Linked DNA regions of Mus musculus: all the other regions are linked to region 3. The links are chromatin contacts, called in public HiChIP or PLAC-seq maps. All regions are on one chromosome and are shown on one strand. Each heading gives the region's core, a stretch centred on a gene start, on an enhancer-like site or on the middle of the called end of the contact. The rest is flanking DNA. Distances are from core to core; before and after follow the strand shown. Region 1 has its middle 68 kb from the start of 4930401O12Rik. Region 2 overlaps G630018N14Rik (a long non-coding RNA gene). Region 3 holds the start of Foxf2 (forkhead box F2). Region 4 has its middle 74 kb from the start of 4930401O12Rik.

What was found. HiChIP or PLAC-seq counts read pairs in DNA pulled down with a chosen protein or histone mark.
Region 1: a contact with region 3 is called in a FOXA1 HiChIP or PLAC-seq map of pancreatic cancer cells. The contact joins the enhancer-like site here to the promoter of Foxf2 in region 3. A contact is called at or near these places in 3 of 39 promoter capture datasets (embryonic stem cells, hippocampal neurons and liver), 1 of 484 Hi-C or Micro-C datasets (palatal mesenchyme), 2 of 115 datasets of contacts at active chromatin or transcription factors (kidney and pancreatic cancer cells) and 1 of 9 other capture datasets (adipose tissue).
Region 2: a contact with region 3 is called in an H3K27ac HiChIP or PLAC-seq map of the NIH/3T3 cell line, with 5 times the contacts expected there. The contact joins the enhancer-like site here to the promoter of Foxf2 in region 3. A contact is called at or near these places in 7 of 39 promoter capture datasets (the 3T3-L1 cell line, erythroid cells, hippocampal neurons and 3 more), 1 of 15 datasets of contacts at CTCF or cohesin (the NIH/3T3 cell line), 11 of 484 Hi-C or Micro-C datasets (the AML12 cell line, the G1E-ER4 cell line, the HL-1 cell line and 4 more), 7 of 115 datasets of contacts at active chromatin or transcription factors (the NIH/3T3 cell line, bone marrow-derived macrophages, craniofacial prominence and 3 more) and 3 of 9 other capture datasets (adipose tissue, embryonic stem cells and liver).
Region 4: a CTCF HiChIP or PLAC-seq map of the NIH/3T3 cell line shows a contact between it and region 3, with 8 read pairs. The contact joins the enhancer-like site here to the promoter of Foxf2 in region 3. A contact is called at or near these places in 1 of 39 promoter capture datasets (hippocampal neurons), 2 of 15 datasets of contacts at CTCF or cohesin (the NIH/3T3 cell line and large pre-B cells), 1 of 484 Hi-C or Micro-C datasets (bone marrow-derived macrophages), 8 of 115 datasets of contacts at active chromatin or transcription factors (bone marrow-derived macrophages, craniofacial prominence, embryonic forebrain and 4 more) and 2 of 9 other capture datasets (adipose tissue and liver).

What each region holds. Positions count from the first base shown.
Region 1 is chr13:31,307,718-31,310,781 of GRCm38.p6, reverse strand. No RefSeq gene overlaps it. Among named protein-coding and RNA genes, the nearest start is that of 4930401O12Rik, 68 kb to the right of the region's middle. Within about 2 kb of position 1,696, at least 33 of the 459 cell types and tissues checked have an H3K27ac peak or open chromatin away from gene starts, as enhancers often do. A contact at or near this core is called in liver and pancreatic cancer cells, where this site is marked.
Region 2 is chr13:31,362,979-31,365,912 of GRCm38.p6, reverse strand. The region is part of intron 6 of G630018N14Rik (a long non-coding RNA gene); the gene reads left to right. Among named protein-coding and RNA genes, the nearest start is that of G630018N14Rik, 45 kb to the left of the region's middle. Within about 2 kb of position 1,377, at least 6 of the 459 cell types and tissues checked have an H3K27ac peak or open chromatin away from gene starts, as enhancers often do. A contact at or near this core is called in neural stem cells, where this site is marked.
Region 3 is chr13:31,624,253-31,627,167 of GRCm38.p6, reverse strand. It overlaps Foxf2 (forkhead box F2), which reads right to left and starts at 1,352. Exons shown (of 2, transcript NM_010225.2): 1 at 1-1,352. The coding sequence starts at 1,088.
Region 4 is chr13:31,165,243-31,168,402 of GRCm38.p6, reverse strand. No RefSeq gene overlaps it. Among named protein-coding and RNA genes, the nearest start is that of 4930401O12Rik, 74 kb to the left of the region's middle. Within about 2 kb of position 1,877, at least 21 of the 459 cell types and tissues checked have an H3K27ac peak or open chromatin away from gene starts, as enhancers often do. A contact at or near this core is called in the NIH/3T3 cell line, where this site is marked.

The DNA.
Region 1 (3,064 bases), core at 447-2,946, 320 kb after region 3:
GAGAACCCTAGCATAGTTTACCCCACACAGGGGTTGGTACAAATGGATGCTTATAAGTACCCAGCCCTTTTCTCTTTCCTCAGTCAGAAACAGTCTCCTTGAATTCATTCTTGTTGACTCTGACTATGTGACACGTACTTCGAGGAGTCTCCTAATTTCCCTCAAATCTTGTAATATTCTTCCATTTTCATAGTTGGGCTGATTTTCCCCCCTGGCATAAAAGAACTTGTGCTCTAGGGTGTGACACTGAGGGAGACGCCTTTCCTTTGGGAGAAATGAGGATGTTACCAGTTGCTTTGGGTTTGATCTTCTCCACCCATGAAGGAAGGAGGTGAGGCTCACTCTCTCCATGAGGCCCAGGCTCAGAGGCCTGAGGAGCCAGCACCCACAGAGAGAGAAGCAAAAGTAACCATGAGGTGAAGAAGAGCAGGGCTGGTACACACCACAGAGGTGGAGCACAAACTCTGTTTTGTTCTTCCTCCATGTAACGCTGTGGCATGCTTGTTACCTACTGACTAGTTTTTCTGCTGTAAGAGCCATCCAAATTATTAAAGATTGGAATTATTCTGAGAAAAATGTGCTATTTTCATTTTGGGAATTACAAGCAAACCTTCATGGCCTTCAAACTGTTATTTTCACTCCCATTAAATGCATGAAAATGCCCACAGAAGAATCAACTCCATCAGGTCTGTGGTCCCTGGAATTGTTTTATGACAGCACCAGGCAGGTATCAGTCACTCTTTCCTTACATCTCTTCCTTCCTGCTGTCCCTGGAACGAAGCAAAACCTAGAGCCTGACAAACAGAACAGAGAGCTAGAAAAGAAACAAGACACAGGTCTTGCTATCATGGGACACTGCCAAAGGCCAAGCTGGGTCATGAGGGATACACTATTCTGGTGCCATCTGCCCTGTGCACACTATCCTGCTTGGGCATTGCTTTTGTATCTTAAGGCATTGGTGGGATTTTCTGTTATCAATGACCAACAAACAGGGAGACAGCCCTAGTTTTCATCTGGGAGCAAGAGAGGGCTGCTTGTAATTTTCATTAAACAGGCTTCAAATGATACTAATTTATCTAAGCTTAGTTTTCCATGATCAATTGCACAGTTAGAAAAGCGCTTCTGTTTGTTTCTCAGGTTCACAGATAATCACTTCACGCAGGAGATGGGACCCATTTGAAACAGACCATTCAAGGTCCAAGTGTGTTCCTGGGCAGTGGGCCAACCCTTTCTCTGAGTATCTTTCTCCCTGGCTTGAGTTCCCCCTAGGTGAGGCAGATGGGGCCCACTCCTTCCTGGTTACAAAGGGGCATCTTGTCAGAAAGCAAAGCCTGACTTTTGCTTCATATATTTAAAACCCAACCCTTTGCTCCACTGGACTTCAACTGCCCTGCTCCGTGTGGGTGGAGGGAAATCACAGATTCCGCTGTCCTGTGTGTCAAGGGAGGTTTGTTTATCTTACTTGTAAAATCAACAGACCTGTGACTTCCTGCCAAGGACTGCATTCTGTGACAAGAAAGCCAGGCTGATAAAAGTAATTGTTCTGGAAAATATGCTAACAATGCACCTGTACCTCCTCTTCGCTGTCACGAGGCCACCTGGCACTCGTGGTAGGGAGGTTTGGGGTGCAGGTGACTGTACTGCTCAGGAGCCAGGCATGGGAACTGCAGAGCGAACAGACATATTGTGTATTCTAGAGAAGTGTCACAGGCTGGCCCAGGACCTAAGACCCAACAATGGCAGGGTCATCCAACTGCAGTTCTAAGCAAGGCAGCAAATCACTTGTCTCCTGGGAACACTCAGCATTTAGCTCAGAGCAGCAGAGGACTTTACTTTCACAGGATTCCAAGGCAGCCAAGGAAACACCTGGAGCTGCTAAGGCTGGAGTCTCCTCATTCCTGCAGAGCATGGCTTGTCCCTTTGGGAATCACCCTTGGAAACAGTTGCTGTTTCATCCCAGGATGGCATCAGTAGAGGGAGGGAAACTCACTGCTGATTTATCCATGGCATTCTCTATGTCTGCTGCTTGATAGTTCTCAATAGGGGTTAATACGTTCACTAAGGTTCTAGTCACATTCAAGGCAAGCGATAGGAGGTAGTTCTGTATGACATTAGGAATGGGAGTCGTGGTGTTCAGAGAACAAACAGCGCACTCAGCGGCTCTCTGTTGTTTAGCAAGCAGGTTAGTGTAAACTTTGTAATGATTTAGGTTAGGACTTTCTGTCTGCCACTTCCATGTTCCCAGTATTCTTCCCTATACAAGTTGCATGCCACAACTCATCACTGGAACACACATGACATGTCTCCAGGTAATTATATGGAGAAAAAAAAAAAGAGACAGGAACTAACCAAAGTCTGAGCGATGGAAACTCTTTCCCTCCTTGCACACCACAGAGGCTGCAGAGAAGGCAGCAGGCTAGTCACAGCTGGGACCACTGATTACAGGGTGGCATGGGTAAGAAAATGCCGCAGAGATAAATGCTTCCTGGTAAGAGACCAAATGCCAAGGATCCAGAGGAAAGAACTGATCAGAGTGTGATGTCATCACCTAGCCTGTGGACTGGCCCGAGAACAAGACTATGAAACCAAACCAAAGGCCAACCTGCCAAGGTCCATTTTCTCACGTGGGAACAAGGAAAACTCCACTAATTCAAAATCATCATGGGTATGTATACTCAACATAATTCATATTTCTCAAACAACCAAGTTTTCAGAAAAAAAAAAACATGAATATCTTTTTGACTGCAGGTCTTGCGGTCATGCATTCTCATTCAATGGAAAAGCTTGAGCCTTTGCAGGCCACATACTAGCCTCTTTTCTGCCAGTGTTGCTCCAGGACTGGGATTATACAGGCTCTGAGACCTATATAGACCCATTAGTTTAAGAATACTCAAGTATGTGGCCAAAGCTCCACCTCCTATTGCTTTCAATTAAGATACCGATCCTTGATAGAATCACAACATGGAGTCCAACTCTTCATAGACTCCAAGAATGCAACTCATAGGTCTGGTCACACCACCTTCTAAGAAGTTGGATGAAATAACCATCACCAGTTTACTGGGGT
Region 2 (2,934 bases), core at 128-2,627, 260 kb after region 3:
AGAAGCTGGTGCAGAGGCTGTGGAAAGATAAGGCTTACCCATTTGCTTTCCATGGCCTGTCTTTCTTATACCACCCAAGACAAATATGCCTAGAGGTGGCACCAGCCACAGTAGATTGGGACCTGCTATCTTAGTCATCAAACAAGAAAATGCCCTACAGACTTTCCAACAGGCCAATCATATGGAGGCATCATCTCAGTTAAAATTTCCTCTCCTCACATGACTCTAAAGTTGACATAAAAACTAGCCATCACAGTCAGAATCAGGCAGACACGAAATGTCCCCAGAATGTTACTTGAGGAAACTGGCTCTGGGTTTTACCTTCAGGACTTGTTAATGGGGCTAAAGGAGTGATCACCTGGTGCCTTTGTGAGTGGCTTTCAGAAGCAATCCATGAAAAATGAGTGTCATAGTGAGAGCTCGTGGCAGAATATGTACTGTGAATATGCCCTAGTTCATAGCTGTGCACCACCACTGCTGTAGTTTTGTGACTCTGTACCTCATCTAACAAAGGATGCTGTCTTAGTCAGTGTCCTATTGCTGTGAAGAAATACCATGACCAAGGCAACTCTTAGGAAGGAATGCATTTAGTTGGGGCTGGCTTTCAGTATTGGAGGTTTAGTCCATTGTTGACATGTCAGAATACATAGCATCACACAGACAGACAGTGCTGGAGAGGTAGCTGAGAGTTCTACATCTGGATGTGCAGGCAGCAGGAAAAAAGAGTCACTAGGCCTGGCTTGGGCTTTGAGGTTTCAAAGCCTTAGTGACACACTTTCTTCAATAAGGCCACAACTACTCCAACAAGTAGTGCTATTCCCTAAGCATTCAAATACATGAATCTATAGGGGCCATTCTTATTCAAACCACCACAGGCATCATCTCAGCAAAACAGATTTACAGCATCAGATGAGTGTCCAGCAGGTACAGGGCAATTTGTTTATCAGTGAAGCAGGAGAAAGGGGGAGGCAGACAGGAGAGAGAGTGGAGACTGACTTCTGTTCCTAGGATAATGACACCCCTTGCCAGTCCAGAATTTTCAAAGGCTCTTCTGTGAAATCCTAAAAAAAGAAGCCTCTACAATACCCCCCATTTTCACACATATAAGCTTAAAATGTAGGTGGAGGCTTACTATCTTAGTGGGAGTCACAGTGCTCACTCTTCAGAGCTCTGGAGTCCAGGCATACCAGGGCAGGCATACCAGGGCAGGCATACTAGGCCTGAGGTCAGAGCTTAAAGATCTTGTGTCTCAACGATGCTCACAAACTGCTGCCTCCAGTCTCTGGAGAAACCAAGAAGGATGTGGAAGACACAGTACAGGCCCAGCCACATGCCAGCGCCTCACTACAGTGGTTACCATAGTAACCATATATGGCGCCTCCTGTGTGGGGTAGATTTCCTGGAAGGAATCTCTACTGAGCTTGCCTTTCTCCTTGAGTAATCAGCTCCAAAAGAGATGAGAGTTTGAGCCATCTTCTCTCTTCGAGATGTTAAGGTGTTCCTCACACACTTCTTGCTCTCCCCTGCCTCCCTTCCACTGTTGTGTTCTGCTTCCTTTTCTAGAATGTTCTTTCCAACTTTCACCATTTATGAAGTAAAAATAAGACACAAGGGAGTGTTGAAATGGTTTCTTGGCTTTCTCTCTTTCTCTTCAGCTTACTGAAGAATTACTGTGATATGATAAAGCCACACACAGGAAACCTTAGTGCTGAACCCTGCCCACCACTCCTGTGCTCTGGGTACCCTTGCCTCCATAAGCTCTGCACCCCAAAGTCCTTAGGAAATCCTCAGAGGTGGGGAAAAGCTGATCACTGGTCACTGTTTTCACAAAGGAGGAAATTTATGTTCCTGTGTGCTATAGAAGAAGAAGACAACACAAGGCACTCTCACCCTCGTGGGAACCACCCAGCACCCCTTCTCTTCCTGCCCTCTCCTCCCTTCAGCCTCGGGACTGACTGAGCCGCCCCCGAGATCCCCATTTTGTTCTCAGCTCTTCCACAGTGGCCAGCGGTGTGTTTCTACTATACATGACATAACCAATGTTTGAGGATTCAGACATACACTGTATGTATATTCCAAAATATGACATGATAACCTGCTGGGCAGCGGGTGTGGGAGAATAAAGGGAGTGGGAGAAAGCCCGCATCCCTTTAGAGTTCCGGTGCTCTGGGTGAGCAGATGCGGAGGACTGCCGCGTGCTTTCTATGCAGCCCCTGGTGGGTGTCTGGCTGTGGGAAGCTACGGACCCAGCCCTCAGGGGATGGACAAGGTGCAGTCCTAGGTCTCTGGGCCTCACAGAGGCCAGAGATAACAGGTTCTCAGTCTCCGGCATCTCAGACACTGCTGGCCACTGTAGAAGAGCTGAGAACAAAATGGGGTCCCGGGGGTGGCTCGGTCAGTCCCGGGGCTGAAGGAAGAACAGGGTAGGGAGAGAAGGGGTGCTGGGTGGTTCCCATGAGAGTGAGAGTCCTTGGTCTGGTCTGTGGCTGGAGCGCAGAAGGCCTTCCGGCAGGAGGTTAGATGTGGCTCTTTAGGGGAAAGCCTAACCCATCATTCAAGTATGGTGGGCATTGATGAGCAGAGTCTATGGTTTTAGAGCTTCACTATAGAAAGGCAGGGAGAAAGAGAGAAGGTAGAAAGAGAGAGAGGCTGGCCATGACCATGTGGAGAGAGGGGGTAAAGGGGAGAGAGAGGAGGGCTAGAGATGAGAGTAAGAAAGGTGAGAACTTAAAGAGGAGGGGCCAAGCAGCCCCTTTTATAGTGGGCTGGGCTACCTTGCTGTTGCCAGGTAACTGTGGGGAGGAGCATACCTGGCTATAGTCAGGTAACTGTGGCGGGTGGAGTCTAGCCAGAATGCCAGAAGCTTGGGGCTTTATCTATGTGACTGATAGACACAGAATTATGGAGTTGGGGGCTCTGTGGTGTCAGGCACCT
Region 3 (2,915 bases), core at 103-2,602:
GGATTACTGCTTGGCGTCAGGGCAGGCGGCTGCTTGAGGTAAGGTGAAGCGCCAGGCGAGCTCCAATGTGCCGCAGGGCTAGTGTAGGGCGAGTGACACTCAATGGCGCTTGCCATAGCCGGGGATGAGGGCACAGGGCTGCTGCTGCTGTCCGGCCCATAGTCCCCGCCGCCACCGCCGCCACCCGCTGCCGCACCGACGCCCGCAGGACCTGCGGGCACCGGGCAGCTGGCCATATAGGTGGAGCCCGGGTTGGGCGACATGTGGGGGACGTGGTGGTGGTGGAGGTGGTGTGGATGCGCGTGGCCCGGAGCACCCGCCCCTGTATCATAGCCCGCGGGCATCATGTCGAGGCCACCATAACCGCCTTGACCGTGGCAACCCAGAGGCGCCGACGGGGGCGCTTGGAAGTCGAAGCCCTGGGGCAGCAGCGAGGCCCCGAAGCCCAAGCCGCTCACCACGCGATGGTACATGGGTTTGAGAGCCTGGCACTTCCGCCTGAAGCCGCGCGGCCGGCGGCGGAACGAACCCTCCTCAAACATGAATTCGCTGGCCGGGTCGATGGTCCAGTAGTGGCCCTTACCAGGTCTCCCGAGGCCCTTGGGCAGCTTGATGAAGCACTCGTTGAGCGAGAGGTTGTGGCGCACGGAGTTCTTCCAGCCCTGGTAGGCGCCACGGAAAAAGGGGAAGCGCGCCTGTAGGAACTGGTAGATCTCACTGAGCGTCAGGCGCTTGCTGGGCGAGCTCTGGATGGCCATGACGATGAGCGCGATGTACGAGTAAGGAGGCTTCTCCGGCCGCCGCAGCCCCGAGGTTGCCTTCTTGGTGCCTCCACTCCCGGCGCCCGCGCCGCCGCTGCTAGCCGCACTCTTGCAAGCACCGGCCGAGGCGCTGACGGAGTTAGAAGAGGACGAGGCACAGGAGGCAGAGGATGATGATGACGACGACGAAGTGGACTCCAGGGTGGCGGCGGGTGGCGGGCTCATCAAGGCGGCCTGGAGCGCGCCGGGCGCCGGGCTGCACGCGCGGCGGAGTGGGGCAGGCGGCGGGCGCGGCGGGGGTGGCGGAGGCCCGCCCTCGGTGCTCATCTGGGAATCGGGAACGAGGCCGGGCCTGGGGGGCGGACCCCGGACCGGGATCGGCGGCGCCGGAGCCGGGTCGGTCCACAAATCGGGCGAGTGCCCTACTGCGCCGGCCGCGCTGCAGCCCGGGCCACTGCGGGCCAGCGCTTCGGCGTCGCCTCCCTCAGCTCCTCTGGGGCTTCGGGCGGCGGCGGCGGCGGCGGGTCGGAGGCAACGCCCCGCGCATCCCTCTTCCGAGCCTCCGGCCGGCTCCTTGCGCAACCGTCTCCTAAGCCACTGAGGCGACGCTGCCCAGAGCTGGACAGCTGCGCCCTCGAGCCAAGACCTCAGCCCGGACCCCGGGGACTAGCCCGTCGTCTTCTTTCAGGAGTGCTCTTCTCTCTGTCTCTTGGACTTCCTCCCTGGCGCGCCCTCCCCGCGGCAGCTTCGCTCCCTCCCTCCCTCGCTCCCTCCCTCCACCCCACCCCGCCCTGCCCCCTCCTTGCTCCGCGCCGCCCGCCACGGGGAGGGCGCACAGGGCTCGCGTCACTCCTCCCCCTCTGGACCTGGCGGCGGGCTCCTGCTCTTATCGCCTCCCGGACTCTCCGGGGTCCTGCTGGCACTACTAATTCCTCTCGGGGCTCTTTCCCTTTCCCAGTCTGTCCTCTTCAAAGCCGCAGATACACCCGCATTCAGCAGGGAGAACTCCCAACCTTGGCCAGACTCGATTACTCCTAACTTCAGCAATTCATTCTCTGTTCCTTCCAGCAGCCCGTATCCTATCCCAGAAGTGCCCCCAACCTAGCGATCCGTGCCCGGACACACCCTGCCCCTCCTCCACCCCCGCCGGACCCTGTGGGGGCTGAGTCTTGGGGAGACTGTGCCCTGGAAGAGCTTCCTTAGCCACGGTCCCCAGTGCCCGAACTGACACCATCTGTCAACTTCATTTAGGCAGTGCTGCCCTCAGCCACACGCCAGGGTGCCAGACGTCCCAAGGTAACGTGCCAACTCCGGGTCTCTCTCTCTCTCTCTCTCTCTCTCTCTCTCTCTCTCTCTCTCTCTCTGGCTGGACATGCAGGCTTCTGAGAGGTCACAGCAGAGGGCAAACACTGGACGCCCTTGAGCTGTGCCCGGGGCAGTTATGAACAGATTGTCAGCTGAGCAAGGGGTTTGGGTGGAGAAACCTGGGGCCACCTCTTAGACACTCTTTTGAGTCGAATGGATTCGGTTTTTTATTTGCTTCCATTTTCCACTGACTTGTCATTTCCACTTCATGCTGAGAGAGAGCAAGAGAGACCCTGAGTAAGGAGATAGTTGTATTTATTATCAACAAGGAAGGTCTGCACAGCTGCCAGTGGGTTTACAGCGTCTGTCTTCCGGTGCACCCCCCCCCCACTCCCTATGTTCCGTGGCCCAGCTCCCTCCATTCGAGAACACTCCTCCAGTTGTGGCTTATTCCTCTAAGTAAGAGTCGGCTCAGAGAGAGATGGCCCTCGGGAGAAATCATTCCAATGAGACCCGACAGTTAGTTATTGGATTACACGTGCGGGGAAATGTAGTCTGACCCCGGACAGGGGCTGCAAAGCGAGTTGCAAGCTGAAGGAGGCCTGACCACACCAGGGCTGGTGGCCTGGCCCAGAGGGAAGGAGATGCCCATCAGAGTAGCAAATGGTAGGCACAGCACTGCGCCAGCCCTGAGAGGACTGGGTTTGTGTTGTGTACGCAGAAAGCCTGGGAAGATGGGAGACAAGGCAGAGAGGAGAGTGCAGGGCCCAGTAAAGATGCTACAAAGAGCCTGGTTGAGCAAGTGGGGTCTGGCCTCCTGGGGGTGGGGGAGCCTGCACCAGCTCTGTG
Region 4 (3,160 bases), core at 628-3,127, 460 kb after region 3:
AGCTGAGTTTCCTCATCTGGATATGGAGGTTAATCCATACAGAGGTGCTATGTTCTTGTTGCACAGACTTGGCCTGTGGATTCTTTCCACCCTCCACTTCGTTGCTTCCAAAGCGTTAGAGATGATATTAAAGAGTAGGAGAGAGACAGAAACATAAGAAAAGGAGGGCCGAACTTGCTAAGTAGGGAAGGTAGGGAAATCTCTATGAACTGCATCCCTGGGCCCCATGGAGAATAGGCTTTCAAGGGACCAGGCAGGATGACCAAGAGACATTTCAACTATTAACTTTGAGAGCAAAGACTGAAGAAAATTTCAGAGTGGGTCAGTGTGAAATCCTTAGTATTTTAAGACCTTCTGATATACCCTGGTGGTCACACTCTAATAATACCCGAGGAAGAATTTCCTGTGAAGCTGTGTCCTAGGGTTTTATTGCTGACACCAAGACCACAGCAACTCTTATATAGGAAACCATTTAACTGGGAATGACTTATGGTTCGGAGTTTTAGTTCACTATCACCATGGTGGGAAGCATGGTGGCACATAGGCTGACATGGTTGCTGAAGATGTTGCTGAGAGCTCTGCACCCAGATCAGCTTGGCTTGAGCTTCTGAAACCTCAAAGCCCACCCCCAGTGCCACACTTCCTATAATAAGATCACACCTTCTCCAACAAGGCCAAACATCCTAATGCTTTCAAATAATGCCACTCCCTATGCGTTTATGTGCGCCATTTTCATTCAAACTACCCCAAGCAGTAAGTAAGGCATAGGGGAAATTAAATGGGACTGAGACTAATACAAACAAGACAACAGGCCAGGGTGCAGTGCAAAGAGAGGCCACTGGCAGAGCAATGCTCACAGCTGCTGCCCATCACTGATGAGCTGCACCCAGATCTGTGACCTAGTGAGAGATGATGGAAGCAGAAGAGAGCTGCGACCCAACGTGTGGAAGCACATCCTCATCACTGGCTGTGAGAACAGCTGACGGGGGAGGATGCACTTTGTGTGCTCGGGATCCCCTGGTGAATAGACATTTACTAAACGCAGAGGCACAATCTTGCCAGGTTTCTCCTAGATGTTTTAAAAACAAGTCACACTTTACATCTGAGTAGGAACATTTGAAGTTGCTTGACATTTTGAGATTAAATCGTCTCTACTAGAAGAGATAATTTTTGATCCTAACCAAACACGTGACAGTATCCAGGCTTGAATACAAAGGAGGAAGAGAAGTTCTGTTCTGCATTAAGACACTGTACTTTAGGAGGAAAATGAGCATCTGTCTACAAAGTATGGTCACTACTGGCCTCACTTCCTATCATTTTCAAGCCAGTGACATTTGCATGTCTTACCACAATGCTCTCCTCATAAAATGATGCCAGTGAATGCTCACAGGAAGCTAGAGACTGGATCACAAATACTTGATGCCTTTTTATTGAGACAATGGGAACTTAGAGAAAGGGAGGTTAGATGTTGCATGTTTGTGTGTGTGTGTGTGTGCATTTGCGTTTTCATGTATGTTTATCCTTTAATTTTAGTTTTAGGTAGGTGACAGGTATAAATGAGAATGGATGGATGGAGGAATGGATGGAGGCAGGCAGACAATGCATAGATTATTGGTAACTGTTGAAACAATGAAATATCTGATTCGTTGCCCTGGGCTTGTCTGGGGTATCCGTGTCTGGCAAGAGTCATGTCAAACATCCTCTGCGGCAGCCCCTCCCCCCAACGGATCGCCCACACACGGGACTTTAATGATCTGAGTCAGATTCCTTTACTGCTGTCTCAGAAAATGTCCAAGATGCCTTACAGATGATAGCTGTACAGCAGAGAGAGGCAGTGATTGCACCTGGCACAGAGCCGGCAAGCCTCCTTTGCCACAAAGAACCTCCCCGCAGCTTGGCTTTTTTACACATCACAGAGTACCCATTAGAAGTCCTCTCCAGCATCCCAGAGAAGAGAGCAACAGCCTCAGAGGGAGGTCTCAAGGCCTTCAGAGGTCTCAGGAAAACAACACAGAAGCCAACTAAGGAATGGACTCTCTGGCCACATTCCAACAAATCAGAACCTCTACTGAGCCTGTTTGTAAATTCATCCCAGAAAGGGATGTGGTTTGGCCTTGATGCAAAAAAAAGCATGTGCTCTCAGACAGTAAGAGCCAAGGTATGGTCTTCAAATAGCACAGAGCCCGAGATACTGGTTCTTGCTTTTTTAGTGGGCTGAAGTCTCCCAAGCCTCCTAAATGAGAGTTCAGAGGGTCACATGGATAACGAATGTTCTCCTCCATGTAAGCTCTTCATGGCAGCCCCAGAAAGATCAAGGTGGGCAGAACACAAGTAGTCCCAGCACAGCCCTGGCAGAGCACTTCCTGGTGATGTCACAGGACACATCTGCTTGGAGAGGTATGGAGAAGAAGCAAACCATCTTCTGTCAAATCATGAAAAAGGAGCTCAAAATAAGCAAAGTCATAGGTAAATATTTCTTAATGTTTTATCTTGAATATCCCAGTATCCACTTCCTGACCTGCCAGTTGGGCCGTGAGCTTTCGATATCCACAGTTAACACAAAGCCAAGCTGTGCAAGCTGGCCTGTCAGCCACCACTTGACTCCCACCTGCTTCACTGAGTAAATCAGATCCACAGGGCGCATAACAAGAACAAGTCATGAGAGGTTTGTGGCTTCCAACAAGCATTTGGTTAGCAGTTTGGGCTGGATGGAGCTGTGCTGTGCTGAGAATCTGGGTCAAGTGCATACTAAGGCGGGAAGTGGGTGAGTTATCCTGTCCTATCCTACAGGGGTGGTCTCGAAGGGAGCAAGAAAACCATTCTTATAGCTCAGACTGGAATTGGCACACAAATAACATTTTATTGATTAGAGCAGCCCACAGAGTCAATTGGTAGTTGAAATAGTTCTTGATTGGAGCTACGGACTCAAAATGTAAAGGTATTACAGGGAAAAGTACATGTGGGCTGGTGAGATGGCTCAGCGGGTAACAGCACTGACTGCTCTTCCAAAGGTCCTGAGTTCAAATCCCAGCAACCATATGGTAGCTCAAAACCACCTGTAATGGGATCTGACTCCCTCTTCTGGTGGGTCTGAAGACAGCTACAATGTACTTATGTATAATAATAAATCAATCTTTAAAAAAAAAGTACATGCTATTTT